2 separate regions of the Macaca mulatta genome follow, and region 2 is linked to region 1. A link is a contact called in public Hi-C data. All regions are on one chromosome and are shown on one strand. Each heading gives the region's core, a stretch centred on a gene start, on an enhancer-like site or on the middle of the called end of the contact. The rest is flanking DNA. Distances are from core to core; before and after follow the strand shown. Region 1 holds the start of MFSD4B (major facilitator superfamily domain containing 4B). Region 2 overlaps FYN (FYN proto-oncogene, Src family tyrosine kinase).

Region 1 (5,301 bases), core at 653-3,152:
AAGACTGACACCAAAGTAGGTTTTTTGTTCTGTTTTGTTTGTTTTTTTCTGTTTTTTGGTTGTTTTTTTTAAAACATGGATTCTCCACAGATAGGTAGAAAACGTCCTGGTTTGGCGTCATTAGTCTACTTCAGCCCCTCTCTCACTGATTACAACTAAAAGACTCATGACAAAACACAAATGGCAACTGCCTGCAGACTCTGAAAAGTAAATAAAGAATTGAGGTAGGGAGTCAAAACTTAGAAACCTGCAAGGGGATGAATTTCCTGGCTTTTTTTTCTTGTGGTTTGTCCTGAGGAGACCCCAGTTGGGAATTGTCGGGTGGCATGGGTAGCTAAAACTCGAATAAAAATCCCATGTTTCTGTGCTGAAAGGAAAGAACCGTTAGCCCAGAACTCTATTTTCAGTGAAAATATTTTCGGGAATCAAAGTGAAATAAAGACATTCTCATATGAAGGAATGCCAGCTGACCTGCTCTAAAATAAATGCTTGGCGGGCTGGGCGCGGTGGCCCACGCCTGTAATCCCAGCACTTTGGGAGACCGAGGCGGGCGGATCACGAGGTTAGGAGTTCAAGACCAGCCTGGACCAACATGGTGAAAACCCGTCTCTACTAAATACAAAAATTAGCGGGGCATGGTGGCGCGCACCTGTAAATCCCAGCTACTCAGGAGGCTGCGGCAGAAGAATCGCTTGAACTCAAGAGGCAGAAGTTGCAGTGAGCCAAGATCGCATCATTGCACTCCAGCCTGGGCAACAGAGCGAGCAAAAAAAAAAAAAAGTTAAGAAAGAAAGAAAAAAGAAATGCTTGGAGGGGCATGGTGGCTCATACTTGTAATCCCAGCACTTTGGGAGGCCAAGGCAGACAGATCACTTGAGGTCAGGAGTTCAAGACCAGCCTGGCCGACAGGGTGAAACCTCGTCTCTACCAAAAAGCGCCACAGCACTCCAGCCCGAGCGACATAGGCTCTGTCTCAAAAAAGAAAAAACAAAACAAAACAAAACAAAAAAGCGGGGGTGCAGGTGGGGGGAAGACTTAATGACTGAATGAGTAAGTCTGGAGAGATGGGTTGCAAGGAATGATGAGACTCAGTTTTGTAGTCTGGGAGCCTAAGTGGATGAAAGTTGGAAGAATCAGGTGGAAAAGAACATTTCCAATGGACGGCAAAGAAAAGTATATAACATTTTGAGGCTGTGGTCTGCTTTGTTAAAGAGCAAAAGGAAACAATTCCTCAAATCGATGCCACGCTCCACTTCTTTACAACGATGGAATTATTTCAGGAATTGGAATTATTTCAGGAATTGTGTTTGAAACCACAGCTTTGGATCCCGATTTCTTTCTTGAGCTACTGTTACACTGTTTATATATGGCCACTAATTCGATGACTGAGCTTGGGCAAATTGTTAATTATTTTCTATGACTTAATCTTTCTATCTGTACAACGGGGATAACGTGGAATTTGGGGTGTTATGAGGGTTAACTGAGATAATATACGTGATAACTTACAGAATGACGTTCAACAAATACTTGTGGAGTGAAAGATGAGCAACTCATCGACAGATCTCAGGGATTTCAGAAAGCTGTATAAGGACCAGATCTTCAGGCTCCCTCCCCTCCCCAGGAGACCGGGGAGCCGGCGCGAGGAGCTACGGTGCAATTCTTGGCCCATTTTCCTCATAGTGGTTTGGCGCATTTTTACCTCTTGATTCTCTGGTCCCAGGCTGCAGCTTCAGCTCGCTCCGCCATGGGGCGCAAGTCCGGCAGCCTCTGTGGGCTCAGCTAAGTATGATGCCTAGGCTAGAGAGCCACGTCCGGTCTCTTAGGCAACCATATCAACTTCCGGCTTGAGGCGCGATCCCTGTTGGCGAGAGGCCACATTTCCGCCACGTGACCCGCGCATGCGCCTGCTTGCTGGAGGGCTAGCGTCCGTTGATCCGAACACCTGCTGAGTTCGGAAGTTCGCTTTCTCTGCCCCGGCTCGGGGCGGTCCGCTGGGAGGTGGCGCCCGGAGGGACAGCCGTGCCTCGGGGCGGGGCCGGTGCTCGTCTCGGAGCTCCAGAGGTTCCGCTGAGAAGCACGGCGGCAGCAAGACGACTTCTCCGGAGCCGCCGAGCTGGAGTTGGAAGTGGAGCTCCGTGGGGCCGGGCCCCAGGCTGCGGGGCAGCGGCTCCTGCAGGCGGAGGCCCCGGCGGAGAATGAGCCGGAGCCGGAGGTGGTGGTGGTCTCCCGGCAGAGCGGTGCCACCGGGAGCATGCTGCGATGGTTCACCACCTTCATGCTGTTTGCTTCCTTCCTGGGGCTGGTGAGAGCCGGTTCTGCAACCCTCCCAGGCCGGGACCTTCGAGTCTCGCCTTCGCCACTTGAAAACTGACCTTAGGCGTGTTACCTAATCTGTCTGGACTTCAGTTTCATTATCTGGAAATTGGGCACAATTCTAATCTTGGAGGGTTATTGTCAAGTGCAAAATAGATTTTCTGAATACGTTTTTCAGCTCCAGCAAGGCTTTTTTTTTTTTTTTTTTTTTTTTTTTTGACGGGAGTCTTGCTTTGTTGCCCAGGCTGGAGTGCAGTGGCGCAATCTCGGCTCACTGCAACCTCCGCCTCCCGGTTCAAGCTATTCTTCTGCGTCAGCCTTCCGAGTAGCTGGGATTACAGGCGCCTGCTACTAAGCCCAGCTAATTTTTGTATTTTTAGTAGAGACAGGGTTTCGCCATATTGGCCAGGCTGGTTTCGAACTCCTGACCTCAAGTGATCCTCCCGCCTCTGCCTCCCAAAGTACTGGTATTACAGGCGTGAGCCACTGCGCCCGGCCCAGCAAGCCTTCATACGGCTCCTTGGTGGAATGGGAAGGTTGCAAGAAGGGTTGCCCAGGTCTTTGGCCGCTGCTCTGCGCACCCACCCACTCAACCCCCAAATTATTACACAGAAAAACTACTTTTCTGGAATTTCTTCCTGGGAGTCTAACCAAATTCAGCCAACCGCTTAATTTTGCAGATAAGGAACTAGGCCCGGAGGGGAAAGTGACTTTCTGGATCACACAGCTGGTTAAGTGATAGAGCCAGAAATACGTGTCTTACTCTGCCCACAGTCCTATTTGTTAATAAAACCAACCTTGAGATTCTTAAATGTTTTTCTTGGAGCAAAGGGCAAGCCTAGAAGCGCCTTTTGCCAAATGCCTGGGCCACCGCTCAATTCACTTTTCGGAAACCTCCTTATCACTTGATAATTATGATCCTGGGGGAGTTGAGAGGATGAGTCCTCCCAAGAGTCTTTTGTGGTCACTTACCATCTCAGGGACTCTGAGCTACAATTGTTTCTTAGAGTATTTTGATTGGGGGCGGTGGGGAGGGGTGAAGAAAGAAATCACTTCGGACTTTTGGTGAGTTGTCACTGACTGTCAGGTCCTGTTGTGAATCCTTTGAAAACATTACTTTGATTAGATTCTGTGCTCAGGCTTCTCTCGAAGTACTAGGTGCTTGCTGTGCACCTGGGCCCACGTTGGTCCTTAGTCTTGGACTGTTATGGGTTGGGCAGGGGCGCACCCCATGCATTTAGAGCAGAGCAGGGCAATTAGAATCAGTTATTCTGGAATTGTAGACTGATTGGAAACATTTTTTTCTCTAAGTGTCCAGTGAATTTCCTCTGAAAGTCAACTGTAATCCTTAGTTCTTGCTGACCCTGCATTGTCTTTGAGTGAAGTTTTATTGTTAGAGTCATTCTATATTTGGGCGTGTAATATTTTCTAAGCAACCTCTACTGACTAATTCTGATGGCTTGGAAGAAAAGTGTGAATTTTGAAACATTTAAATTGTTTATCTCCTGTATGTTTTATATGTGTAGTTCAGGGGAAGAACCCCATGTGCATCCAGAAGTATTGCTGTTTAACAACATAAAAAACAGGAATCATATTTTGATGTCTTGATCAATGTTTTGATGTTTTCCAGTGGCTCAGTCAGAACTCAACTATAGTCTCAATCTCAGGGCTTAAGCGATCCTTCCATCTCAGCCTCCCTAGTAGCTGGGACTACAGGCATGTGGCACCACGCCTGACTGATTTTTTTATTTTTATTTTTGTAGAGATGGTTGCTTAGGTTGCTCTCAAAATCCTGAGCTCAAGCAATCCTACCACCTCTCCCTCCCAAATTGCTGGGATTACAGGCGTAAGCAACCACGCCTGACTTAATTTAATTAATTATGATTTTTTTTTTTTTTTCGAGACAAGAGTCTTGCTCTGTTGCCCAGGCTGGAGTGCAGTGCTGCAGTCTCGGCTCACTGCAACCTCTGCCTCCCATGTTCAAGCGATTCTCCTGCGTCAGCCTCCCAAGTCGCTGGGACTACAGGCACCCACCACCATGCCCAGCTAATTTTTTGTATTTTTAGTAGAGATGGGGTTTCACTGTGTTAGCCACGCTGGTCTCAAACTCCTGACCTAGTGATCCGCCTGCCTCGGCCTCCCAAAATGCTGAGATTACAGGCATGAGCCACCGTGCCCAGCCAATTTAAATTTTTAACACCCAAATTCTTATTTGTGCATGTAGTGTATTTCAAAATATACGAAACCATTTCAAGAATAGTTTTAATACATTTTATTAATACAGAGTAGTATTTTAAAGGTATTGTTCAGAAAGGAAACAGGATTGCAACAAAAAAAATTGTTTTAAAAATTGAGAGGTGTCAAAACTTAAAAAAAAAAAGAGTTTTAGTCAAAACTGAAAAAACAGTAGTCTAATTCCCTATATCACATTTTAAATCCCAGACCCTCCACCCCTTTTTTTATAGTGGAAGAAACTACCACATAGTCAGACATTATTTTAATAAGTAAAAACTTTTGTCTTTTTAAATTTTAGGGATTGAGTGTTGCTATCGTGGGACCCACGTTTCAAGATTTGGCAACAAACGTGAACCGAAATATCAGTAGCCTGTCTTTCATTTTTGTGGGTCGTGCCTTTGGATATTTGAGTGGCTCTGTGATTGGTGGATTGCTTGTTGATGTCATGAATTACTTTTTACTTTTGGGTAAGTAAATGCTAATTTTAGCTTCTTTATGACTGTCGGGGAATTTACAAGTTGTCCTTGAAAATATGAAAATACTAGCATGCAGAATGGTTGGCAACTGAAATGGATAGTGTTTAGGTGTTCTCAATGGCAGTTGAGTTTCCCTGGTACCTGCTTTCACCTTGACAGAGGGAATCTGTGCTGGGGCCCTCTGGAAATTTCGATTAGCTCTAGAATGTGTTAGCAATCCTTAGCCTTCCCAACCACTGTAATTTAGATACCACTCCTGGATCACACACTGATTGTC
Region 2 (5,213 bases), core at 2,655-5,154, 430 kb after region 1:
ATTTTTACATTTCACAACTCTCAAAGAACTTTTATAGATAGCCCATGTAAGTTCCACACTAATGATGTGAGGTGATCATTTTTATTATCACCATTTTACAAATGATAAAAATGAGGCTCAAAGAGCTGAAATAACTGGCCTGTGGACACCAAGCTTGTAAGCGACAGAGCTGATTCAAAGCCAGGGACCCTAACGTCCAACCTCTGGTTCCTCAGTCTCAATAGGCTGCCTCACTAGCAGCTTAGAGGGAAGAACAATGCTGGCAAGTGACACACTGAGTGTGTATTCTCCTTTTTAAAAATATGTCCACAAAATCTGTTAGGGAGTGACTGCAATTGCTAACCTAGGTTTGCCCTGTGACTAGCAATTCCACTGGAGAACACAGCCCAGAGAGATGAGGACATGTGTGTACCACCACAGCACCCTTATTTATAATAGTTCCAGTTTGGAAATGACCCCACATGTTCAGCAACAGTAGAATGGAGGCTCTGTGATGTATTGTACAGCGGAATACTACCCAGCCACGAAGAGAACTGCTGTTCCATGCAGCAATATGGAAGAATCTCACAGACATAAGAATGGGAAAGAAACCAGACACAAGAGTAATACTACAGGATTCATGTCTGTGATGTTCATTTACAGGCAAAACTTACCAATCTATGGTGAAAAGAGTGGAAAAAAGGCTATTTGTGGGGGTGGTTACTGACTGGGAGTGGGAATAAGAGGTCTTCTGGGGTGCTGGAAGTATTCTGTCTCTTTATCTTCGGGGTGGATTCAGGGGCATATGTGTATGTAAAAATTCATCGGGCTGCACACTTCAGATTTGTTCATTTTATTGTATGTCTGTTACAGCTCAATAAAGAATAAAAAGGTATCCACAAAAGGAAGTTATGCTTACACACAGCCACGTCTGTCTGAACTTGTTAGGTTTAAATCAACATTAGTTGGCACTGAAAGCTCATGAAGAAAAAACTAGAGTCTGCAGAGAATTTTCCCACTGCTTCTCATCTGCTTGTGTGATCTCTGAAGGAAGTGATGGCCGGAGGGGCTGTGAACTTCCAGAAGCAAGGCTTGTGACATCCGCCTATGTCAGGGGTCACAGGAGACAGGTGTGGTATGGAAGTGTACGGACAAGAAGATGGACAGTAGCTCCTTGTGGTGCCTGTGGTGAGCTCTGGAATGATTCCGGGAGGAAGATGCGGTGCTAGGGTAGGGAGGCAGCCGTGACTAGACCTTAGGGGACGGCTGGAAGGCTGAGGGCCCAGCTGTGGCAATGAGACCCAGTGAGGGCACCCCAGCTCATTTGTCTGGGCTTGGAGGACCACCACAACCATCTCAAGCTTAATAGATAAAAACCCAAATGTATCCTCTTTCTTGAAGGTAAGATCTTCCCAAGTCACTCATTTCTGTTATTGGTAATGCCATTCTCATGATCACCTGCATTTGACTACTTGGGAATTATCTTTGATTTTTCTCTCCCTTTCCTGAATAGTGTTTCAGACTTTCCATTGTATCTACAATCCATTCACTCATTTGTTTATTCCCCAAGAACTTAGTGTTGTACCAGATATACCAATAGTAACAAGCAACATTTATCACTATGTGCTGGGTACCCTGTTAAGCACTTTACATGCATTGTTTCACTTAATCTTTGCAAAAATGCACACAGCAGACAAAATGTCTTTCCATTTTACAGATGAGTAAACTGAGGTATGCAAAAGTTAAATAACTTGCCTAAGGCCCCAGATCGTCAGGTGGTACAGCTGGATATCAAACCTGGTTCCATCTGATTTCAACAATGCCCCACGTGTTCCTCCTCATGCTTGCTGACTGTCCTGTGCAGTCTTAGGCTTCTCGATATCGGTAGCTCCTAATAAGGTCCCTTTCATTGACAAGGCACTCAAATAACTGATGTTGGCATTATTTAGAGACTCTGATTGGGCAGAATTTAGCAAAGTGTTTATAACTAAAGAAAAACCATCTGCTGTAACTGAGTGAGATGTCCAGGTAATAGAGAATAAGCAATCTCTCCAAATTTCTAGTTGCTTCTAGAGTGCTGTCAGTGGAAGGCCATCCTCACAGGCTCAGGGCCTGGCCTCGACCTCCTCCCTGACATGGGCTGCTGCTCAGTCCTGGGTAGCTGGGGCGGTGGGAAGCAAGGAGCACAGGAAGGACTGTGGAACCCGGCTCCACACTCCAATTCTGCGTGTGCCCTATGCAATGCCACCTCATCTGCCCAAGGGGTGACAGATATTTCAGTGCTCCCTGAGATGGGAAACTCACAACTGTTTTGAAAACAACTGTCATTCATGGTCCTAAAATATCTGTGTTTGGCGCATGTTTCCGAATGCCGCCTGCATTCTCATAATCAAGATGCAGCATGGCTGTGGCCTGTGGGTAACATAAAACCCGACTTGCAAATATTATTAGGCACGCGGACCAGCTGTCTGGAGGAGCTGATTAATTCCCCGCAGAAACTTCAGCACGCAGCACACATGCCATCTGCAGAGTACACCAGCAGATACACACCAGGCCCTTTCTGCCTCGTAAAGCGGCCGGGGCAGGGTGGGCCCTCGGGAGGAATGTGATGAACAGCTGGGTTGTCCCCGTGCTGGAAAAGGAAGGTCTCTCCAACTCCCTCACACAGGCACACTAGAAGGTGCTCCTTAAAAACAGCCCCATGAAATACAGGGGAAAGGGGATGCATGGCTAATCCTCTCCAGCTTGATTTTCAGTTGTTTTTAACACTGACTTGATGAGCAGCAGGCAGCATAACTTAGGATGGTAGATGCAACAGGGCCAGCCATATCTGGATTCAAATCCTGGCTCTGCTCTTTTACTAGCTGTGTGACTTTGTAGAAGTTAGTTAACCCCTCTGAGTCTATTCCTATTGTTGCCCTGTCTGGTCCTCACGTTTCCCCTCCGGCCTGGTACCTGGAAGGTATTTGATAAATGGCTCTGCCACTTCCTACCCCTCTGCTGCAGGACAGCATTTCTTTTATTCTCCTTGGACATCCTGGGACCCCCCGCAAGCTTCGCTTTCCCCCTGCCCAGTTCAGTTCTCCAGTTCACTTACTTCTTCCTTCTTTCTTTCCAGTGTTTGGCATGGATTTGAAGGTGTTTGGAAAAGGGAGGAAAGAAGAAAAATGTTTGAAGAAGGAAGGATGGGACCCTAGATTTGGAAATTAAGTAAGGAAATGCAGTACCAAGGCTACAAGGTTGGCCTTTTGAAAGGGGCTCTGATGGCACCTGGGGACACGATGGTGGAGCTGGGCAGCTGGCAGAAGGGCAATCAGGACAGCTAATGCAGAGGAACAGTTCGGGGCCAGGCTGAGGGCAGCAGCCTGATGGGAGGGGAATCAGCGAGGGTGCCAATCACCCAGGGCCACAGCCTGAGGAGCCTCACTCCAGTGAGTAAGGTGTGGACTAAACCCCCAGGCCCTGTTAACACTGTTAACAGCACCCCTGCCTGTGTCCTCTGGCTCCTGGCCTGGCAACCTTCTCATTTACCCATGGTTCATGAGCATTAACCACAAACCCCAGAGAGTCCAAAGTCCAGGAAAAGGGGAAAAACTCAACTCACACACAGAAGGGTGAGCACACGGCTCTATTCTAGCCCTTTCCTTAATCAAATATTCATGTCTCACAACCTTCGCCCACTCTCCTTCCAAGTCTAAGGAGCTGGATCTGACAGACTTGCCTCAGGATAAAGTCCCTCATTCAGGGCAAGTCTCAGATCCACTGGCACTCAGGTCCTCTCGGCTCCCTCGCCTCAAAATCACATGCACATTCCTCTCTGGACGGCCAGTGCCAATCAAAGCTGCAGCGCGCCTTTGATTAGAGATACAGCATGCCATCTGGCCCAGCACTGGGGGTGTATGTGTGTGTATAACACACGGGCAAGCTTGCTGTGTGGGCATTTGGCTCCAGGACAAGAACTGCCACGTGTTGGGGAAATTCAAATAGCTGAGCTGTCTGACCGACATGTAATTCAGCATTTGGACAGTATCGGTAGCAGCCAGGGTCTTAGTTTAACATTTTTCCTCATCACTTGAGACTGCTAAGAATGCTTCCATTCTTAGAGTCAAATGAAGGGAGAGGATAATTGGCATGAAATGAAAGAATCAAGAGGAGGAGGAACAGGGGCAAGAGAAGGAGGAGAAAGAGAAAGAGAAAGAGAAAGAAAAGGACTCCAGAGGTGGCCATTATGAAATGCAGTAGAAAGCACCACCCTGTAATACATTCCAGTCACTGCTCGGCTTTGCTTGGGATGACTAGGCTTTGGTTAAAAATACCAACAATGAAAGTTCCCCCCGCTCCAGTTATAAACATTATGTTCTACATGAGGAGCCTATATTCGATTGCAAACTGCATACTTAGTCCCACAATTTTACCTGGTGACTACTTTGTAAGTATCCAGAAACAAAGAAAATATTCCTAAAAACTCCTTTCTAGTATCTGGTGCTCTAATAGCACCCGAAAAGCCGCCTCACTGGAATGGCTGCTGAATTGATATATTTCACTTAAAGGCTAATTGATAGAAATTTTTGCAGAGGGTGGGATGAAGGGGATGATGAAAGGAGGTGGAGATTTTCGAGGAACTATGCTGTTACCATCTATAGTCTTTCTAACTCCTCTCTCCACTCTCCCTCTCCCTGCTCTGGACCCATAAGGATTCATCCCTGAGTTCCTGTGACCTGTACTTCTGGTTGGGTCTGGTAGAAGACCTGGAAGTGGGCTAAAGAGTGGGGTTGGGTATGAGTCCCCAGATCCATTCCTGCCATTTCTCTCTACTGAGGAGGCTCTCTCTGTGCAGTGGCCTATTCTGACTTCTTGTGCCCACTTCTCTGCCCCCTTGCCTTTGAGGCTTTGGTTCTGTTGCTGTTACAGGCTCCGAGATACTGCACCATGCTCTGTTGGCTTTCTGAAACCCTGCCTATACCTTTGTAAAAAACTCATTTCTTAACTTCTCTAATTTGAACATGCCTTCTGCTTTCTGCTAGGACACAGACTGATTGAACGATGAACTAAAACTTGATGATCCCTTGGCTTTCCCCAGCCTTCTTTCTCCAAAACCAGAGTATCCTAGGCCTAGATGCTGTGAGGAGACCAGCATGAGCCAAGAGGACCACAGCAGCAAATACCAATACCCACCCACCTACCCACCAAAAACCAATATCTCATTCCTCCACTCGGCCCACAACAGTCTCCCA

Evidence for each region. A called contact is a pair of places that touch in the nucleus more often than the background predicts.
Region 2: a contact with region 1 is called in a Hi-C map of fetal cortex germinal zone, with 3 times the contacts expected there. The contact joins the enhancer-like site here to the promoter of MFSD4B in region 1. A contact is called at or near these places in 2 of 14 Hi-C or Micro-C datasets (fetal cortex germinal zone and fetal cortical plate).

Annotation. Positions count from the first base shown.
Region 1 is chr4:16,341,438-16,346,738 of T2T-MMU8v2.0, forward strand. It overlaps MFSD4B (major facilitator superfamily domain containing 4B), which reads left to right and starts at 1,903. Exons shown (of 4, transcript XM_015137571.3): 1 at 1,903-2,302; 2 at 4,847-5,015. The coding sequence starts at 2,252.
Region 2 is chr4:16,765,412-16,770,624 of T2T-MMU8v2.0, forward strand. The region is part of intron 11 of FYN (FYN proto-oncogene, Src family tyrosine kinase); the gene reads right to left. Among named protein-coding and RNA genes, the nearest start is that of TRAF3IP2, 84 kb to the left of the region's middle. Within about 2 kb of position 3,905, at least 17 of the 40 cell types and tissues checked have an H3K27ac peak or open chromatin away from gene starts, as enhancers often do. A contact at or near this core is called in fetal cortex germinal zone and fetal cortical plate, where this site is marked.